Regions from separate parts of the Mus musculus genome. Here region 1 is linked to region 2. A link is a contact called in public promoter capture Hi-C data. All regions are on one chromosome and are shown on one strand. The core of a region is the stretch at or near the end of the contact, and the rest is flanking DNA. Distances in the headings are between cores, read along the strand shown.

The links. Promoter capture Hi-C pulls out the DNA fragments that hold promoters and counts their contacts.
Region 1: a promoter capture Hi-C map of liver shows a contact between it and region 2, with 2.9 times the contacts expected there. The contact joins the promoter of Bloc1s4 here to the promoter of Htra3 in region 2. A contact is called at or near these places in 3 of 39 promoter capture datasets (the C10 cell line, liver and pre-B cells).

The regions. Positions count from the first base shown.
Region 1 is chr5:36,746,626-36,749,993 of GRCm38.p6, forward strand. Bloc1s4 (biogenesis of lysosomal organelles complex-1, subunit 4, cappuccino) reads right to left here and starts at 2,054. Exons shown (of 1, transcript NM_133724.3): 1 at 749-2,054. The coding sequence starts at 2,020. The coding sequence ends at 1,373.
Region 2 is chr5:35,677,865-35,681,202 of GRCm38.p6, forward strand. It overlaps Htra3 (HtrA serine peptidase 3), which reads right to left and starts at 1,916. Exons shown (of 9, transcript NM_030127.3): 1 at 1,080-1,916. The coding sequence starts at 1,482.

The DNA of each region.
Region 1 (3,368 bases), core at 804-3,303, 1.1 Mb after region 2:
AATTTCTAGTAGCACCCACTAGATTCTGAACAGTAAATGTAGGTCACTTGTCCCCTCAGCTTTTAAACCTGTTTCTTGATGTGAACTACAAATCAAATGAAAAAAAATATGTCACCATACAACACAGAAGGCCCATGAAAAGCAAAAGGAGATAATACTATCACATTTATTTACTGAGGGTTGTAACCCTGGCTCTCCTAGAACTCACTATGTAGACCAGTCTGGCCTCAAACTAAGAGATCCACCTGCCTTTGCCTTCTGTGTACTGGGATTAAAGGCGTGCACCACCATACCTGGCTAAGTCATCTATTTACTGATATATGGTCTTCTTAACTACCCAGGCTGACCTGGAGCTTACTCTACAGCCCAGGTTATCCTGCTACTCTGATCTTCCTGCCTCCGACTCCTGAGTGCTGGGATTGCAAATGTGTGCTATCACATCTGGTTCCATTACCGACTTTACCCTGACAGACAGCAAGAGACTCAGCTGAGTACTACCTGGGAGAACCAACTTAGGAAATAGTAGTTTGTTGGTAAGGGACCCGTGTGCCCCAAAGTGAAAGAACAAAACCCTTCTGCTCAACGAGACTCGGGGGAAGAACCGCAGAACTGTGAGAAGAGCAGCGAGGTTGGCTCTTCACACAAACCTTCCAAAGAAGGAAGTTGCCTTTTCTTACCCCACTACTAAAAACATGAACGACAGGCTCATTTCCAAACAAACTATGGTAAATAATCTCCAGAAGGAAATCTCTGCCAAAGAAATTTAACATTTTAATTGATGTGCTATAAATAGAACACTGACAACCATACATTAATATTCTTGCTTTGATAAACTAAGCTTCCAGTCAAACTGTCAAATACAACTTCAGGACTCCCTGCAACAAAACGCCCAGTTTGCTATCTTAAGAAACTGTCTTCTTTCCTTTGGCTTACAGTCTACACCATAGAAAATTGAATATAATACAAAACAATTTACTATCTATCCCAGAAGGCTACAGAAAACTGAACCACTGTTAGGATTTAATAATACAGCTTTAATTTCTTGGGCACTTTTGATCATATAAATATATAAATCTTAACAAGGAAACACTGTTCACTGTAATAAAGGCCATAAAAATAACAGCTCTGCCGTATTGCACCGATAAATTAATTCAGTTGGCTTCCCCAGGTCCCCACCAAAGAGCTTTCGAATCCGAACTGGAAGACATAGAGACCTACACTCTTGGCATCGAATACTGACGATGTCAAGTCGTTTGCAGAAAATAAACTTTAACCTTTCACATCCCGGCATCACATACGCCAGTTCACAGGATTTCTTAACACTTGGGACAAGAGTCTCGCTGGAGTCCTCATGCGGTGGAGGCGCACACGCTCAGAGCTGCGGTCTGTCACCGCAGCCAGGGAAGTGGTCCTCGGTCCGAAACAGGACTGGCGGCTCGTACGCCGCGCGCTGGGGCCCGCTGGGCGCCGACCTGAAGAGAGCGGGGACGCTGATGGTATGCAGCAGCCTCCGGAAGGCCCGCGGGAAGGTCCCCAGCTCGGCTTCGGCCTTGGCGACCTGCTCCTCCATCCTGGCCACGCTGCTCCCGATCATCCGCACGAAGGCCTCCAGCTTGTCGATCCGGCCGTAGATGCGCCTCATCTCGGCCGCCTTAGCGTGGATCCGGGGCACGCCCTCGCCCACCACATGCGACGAGTCCCCGCGGATCATGTCCAGCATGCCCACGAACTCGTCCACCTTGGCCAGCAGCTCCTCCAGGCTGGCGTCCAGCGCCTCCACCTCTGGCCTCGGTCCCGCGCTGGGCAGCAGGCTGGAGGCGTAGCCCGAGGCGGCGCGGCGCAGCAGCGGCAGGTCGCGGCCCGGCGCGTCCTCGGGGCCGTCATCGTCCCACGGCCCGGACGCGCTGCTGTGGCTCTGCGAGACGTGGCCGCTGTCCCCGCTCCACGCGGCGCCCAACGGCTCGGCCTCCTCGGTAGAGACCTCTCGAGACAGGGTTCCGACGGCGGGTCCTTCCTCCATGGCCCGCTCGGCCGCTTCCGGTGCTGAGCGATTGCGTTACGGTCTGAGATGCCTGCTTCCGGCGCCTCCTAAAGACGTCACGCCCCTAACAAGTAGCCAAGCCTACTATCCACATGCCCAGAGAGCCCGCAGTGCTTCTGGCTGGCTTGTCGGTGCGTTCGTAGTGTGTGCCAGCAGAGTTTGCACAAGTTAGTAATCCAAAGAGGGTGACAGACGATTAGAGGATAGATAGAAAGATGGGTAGATGGCAGATAGATAATAGATGACAAATAGATTAGACCAGTGGCACAGGCCTTTGGTAGCAACACTCAGGAGTCAGAGGCAGACAAATCTCTTAAATTCAAGGCCAGCCTGGCCAGTTTCACGCCACCAAGGGTCCTGTAGTGAGGCTCTGTCTCAGACAGACAGACAGATCAATAGATAATGGAATGATAGGTAGATTGGTGGTAAATTGACAAATGATAGTGTCAGAGAAATACATTGAAGCAGAGCTGAGGCTGTCCATACCGTCACAGCAGGTTACCTCTGTTGCTCCACCTGCCCTGTAGCCAGCCAAGGCTAAATCTCCGTAGATGGAAGGATATTCCAAAGCCCTGTCTAGGAACTGGGGGACTCCAGGTGTTTGAGCTCAAGAATAATACAAAGAACTTCTCATTTTTATTATTAAAGGAAGCAAAATATGAGGTGACATTTATGATTAGTTTTAGCAAATACAAGTACAGAAAATATACCTGGTGTTATCATCTTTGGTCTTGTGAAAAGAGCCAAGAATATCCCTCCTATTTGTCTTTCCCACAGAGATAACGGGGACATGCCAGGGCATTTCCTGCACGTCCTTGCGTATCCTCTTATCACAGTTTATGTAATTCTTTCTAGAAGGCCACCTTGTGGGAAGAACATCCCACACAATGGCCTATCCGTAGTTCACAGTAAGTTCACAGCTCTCTTAGACTTGTTCCCACATCTATCCACTGTGTAGTACCCACCAGCACCCATGTGAGGCTCCAGCCTGCCTCTTTTCCCTTACCAGCGATAGCAAAATAAACTGTAAGCAAAAGCAAGAACAGTGGAACACAAAAGTCAACCTAACGAGTGGTCATCTCAGCCTCCTCACAAAAGAAGTACTCTCACCCAAGCATGGATTCCATCACAATGCTACCAGAAAAACAAACAAACAAACACAAAAACAAGGTAGGAATAAATTCTTAATATTCATAGAAACATCCAAGGTGGCGTCTCTGAGACCCATGCAGTCTGGCAGGTCCTTGGGAAACTTAGGGCCTTATTCTTCAACATTGTCAAGTGAAGACAGGCATAAAGTAGAGATGCCCTTGTCTTGATGGGATTT
Region 2 (3,338 bases), core at 666-3,165:
ACTCCTTGGCAGCTTGTGTTTTGATGGTGGCCAGCGCGCTCTAGATCAGATCTTGGTCTCTGCTCTGCCCAAGCCTCTCCACTCTCCCCCATCCTTGCCAGGGAGCCCCATTTACTGTCCCAACTCAACACCTCTCTTGGGAGGTGGCTCATAGACCCAGCACAGGAAGTAATGCTGAGACTCAGCATCTGTTGTCCCCTGGCTACATATTCCTTGCAGGGGCTTCTCCCAGGCCTGACACCAGATCGCTCATAGTCAGGTACCCAGAACACAATGAAGCGATCAACTGAGGACAGTGGGTCTCTGAAGCCTAAGATCCTGCCAATAGCCACAGGAATCCTGCCATTCTTAGTGATGGATGCCTGCCTGATCCTCAGACTGACATTCTCCTCTCTCTCCATAGCTCTGTGCCCTCCACAGTCTAGAAGTCTCGAGGGTACCAGAAGGTCTGCTTTATGCCATGCACTGATACACTGTTTCCAGTTAGGGACAGTCAGGCCAGAAAAGATTTTTTTCTTACAAATGGCTCAATCTGTAAAGAACAATTCCATTCTTACTGGTTTCTGCCCAGAACCTGATGTTAATAGTATCTGTCACATGGGAGAGCAGAGAAGAGTACACCAAACACAACCATGAAGGGAGCAGAGTAATGCAGGTGCCTGGCCACCCTGAAAACCCTCTGCCTCTCAGACAGCCAGGCCCAAGACAGGCACACAGAACCAGCACCCAGCACAGCCTGACAGAAGAAAACAGAGCAGGAATTGAAGACAGAGACCAGGAAAAGATTGCTTGACGCTCGTTCCCTTGTAAGTCACTGGAGGACTCTAAGAAACAGGAGTGTGGCTGGGTCAGAGCCTCACAGCCCACCAGACGCTACCAGGCTGCCACACTAGAGTTTAAGTCTAACTTTTTGTGACTTTGGGGACAGCATTTATCTCTTGGGGACCTCAGTTTCCCCATCTAGAAAGCCAGAGGGTTGTGTGAACTATTCTTAAAAGGCTGCCTAGTGGAAGTGGACAGATTCCCCTGGACCTCAGTTTCCTCAGAGTAAGGCTTTTTTGATTCCTGGTGGAGCTTACCAGAGGGACAGGCACCCTTCTGCAGCTGGCGCACTGGAGTCCCGGAGACCTGCAACGCACGACGGCTGGCGGCCTGCAGCGCGCACACGTCGGCATAAGTATGCCCGTCTGTGCCACACACAGTGTGGGTCCAACGGCAGCGGCACACGCCGCGCACGCACTCCAGACTGTCCCCGCACGGAGAGTCCAGGGGGCGGCCGCAGGGCTCGCCCTCGCTGGCAGCGCACACCAGGCAGCAGTTGCAGAGGTCAGGCACATAGCCCCCAGGGCAGCGAGGGCTCGGACAGCGCGACACGTCGCAGCGCGCAGGACACGGAGCCGCTGGGGGCTCCCGGGCCAGAGCCAACACAGCCAGCGTGGCCAGAATGGCCAGCGTGGCGGGGAGCAGCGCGCGCGCCTGCATCGCGGAGAGGCGGCGGCGCAAGACCCGCGGGGATACCGAGGCCCGAACCGCTCAGGCGCACTCTGGCCCGGAGCGCAAACAGGGCATGGTGTGGGGACTGACCCGGGCCTCTCTCAGCCGAGCTTCAGCAGGCGCTTAAAGGCCAAGACAGTCTGCCCTCGCTGGAAGGGGCGGCCCTGCCCGCCGCCAGCCCCGCCCCTGCCCCACGGGACCCCGCCCCGGCTGGTGGGGACCCACCCGGAGCCTCCTGCTCCCCGCTTGCCTGGTGTGCACTTTGGGTGACAGGTCTGCCGGCCCAGAATGAGGGTCTGGGAAAGGGGAGCTGCTTCGGAATACTCCAGTCCTAGCCAGGGACCTGACCGCAACCCCAGAGACATGAACAAGTCCAAATTCTGTCCCTAGCTCTCCTTCACAGAGGAACCCCTACTCTACTTGAGCAGCCAAGCTCAGCAAGGCCCCAAACCTAGACCCCTCCTGCTCTGCATCACTCCACCGGGCAACATTGGAGCGGATACTTAGAAAGCAGCCAGGTGCTCCCTTCCTCCCATCTTCAGCTGGAGGGGGGCCATCTGCCTTGGATCTATTCTGGGCTCTCTCAGATCTAGAACTCTGGTTGCTGCCTGTTGTCCTTCTGTTTCTTCTACAAGGATTACTGAGCACCTCCTACCTCAGAGTCGTTGGAAGTGCCAGGACACCAGGCAGTACCAGGACACCAGGCAGTGCAGGAACAGAAAGCACCTGCTCAACTTTCCCCAACACTTTGGTGCCTCCTCATGCAATCACCAAGCTACTTCAGACCCAGGACAGGTAGCAGGGTACAGGAGGTCAAGTTGCTAGTGGCTGGAGCTTCAGGAGTCAGAGGACCCAACAGAGCCTCCCTGGGAGGTGGCCCTAGACTGAATGAATCCGTTGTTCCAGGGGCTGGAGAACCTGGTGTGCAACTCTGGAGGGAAAGAAAGCATAGTAGAGTAGCTTGGCAGGAAGCTGTTACCTTCTGCAGTTTCTCAACAGCACTGGAAACAGGTAGCACACTGGAGGGTGTGTGGTGTGGTGTGGTATGGTGACACCTCTGCTTCCATGAGTTGATAAAGCCACACATACCTTGGATGGATGTTGGTGGAGGGCAGAGGAGGAAGGCCTGGGGAGCAGTCTGGTTCCAGGTCTGGGAAAAGCCCAGTAGCCAGGAAGCAGAGTGGCCTCATCAGACTGAGTTGTTTGGGAAAAAAGGAAGTGGGGTTCCAGGTGTGAGCACTCACCTAGTAGAGGTGGTAGTGTATGTGTGTGTGGTGTATTGGGGGGGGGGTAGTGATGTTGTGGTGTTGTGTGTGAGGAGGGGGAAAGCATTACTTTCTCTTAACAGAAGTGCAGGCCAGGTCTCCCTCCGGACTTCTCCAATGCAGATGGGGAAATGATGCAAACAAGGTTTTGCTCTACCGTGTATGTCATGGCAAGCTGTTCCACATGTTTGAGTAGGTTCCCTGTGCCCTCCTACCCCTGGGGTGAGTGTGGGGGCCTCAGAGTGAGGCTGGAAAATGACAGTGAGTTACAGGTTTCACTCACATTCGCTTTGTCCGAGGTCTCGAGTCCAACTTTTTCCCTCTGGGTCACATCATCCTCCCTGGTCACCTGACCTGACCCTTACTATGGCTGCATAAATGCTTTCAGTCACCTGTACAGAAGGGAAGCCGAGGCTTGGAATTAAAGGATAGACACAGCTGTAGCCTCGCTTCTAAGAGGGAGTCCATTCCAGGCTCTGTCTTTGTTCTGGAAGCTTCCAGGGAGTCTTGTGCAAAGGCAGGGCAGTGGCTCCCCCTGCTGCCTTAGCCCTTTACAGTTTCTCACTCAGTCACAGGGAC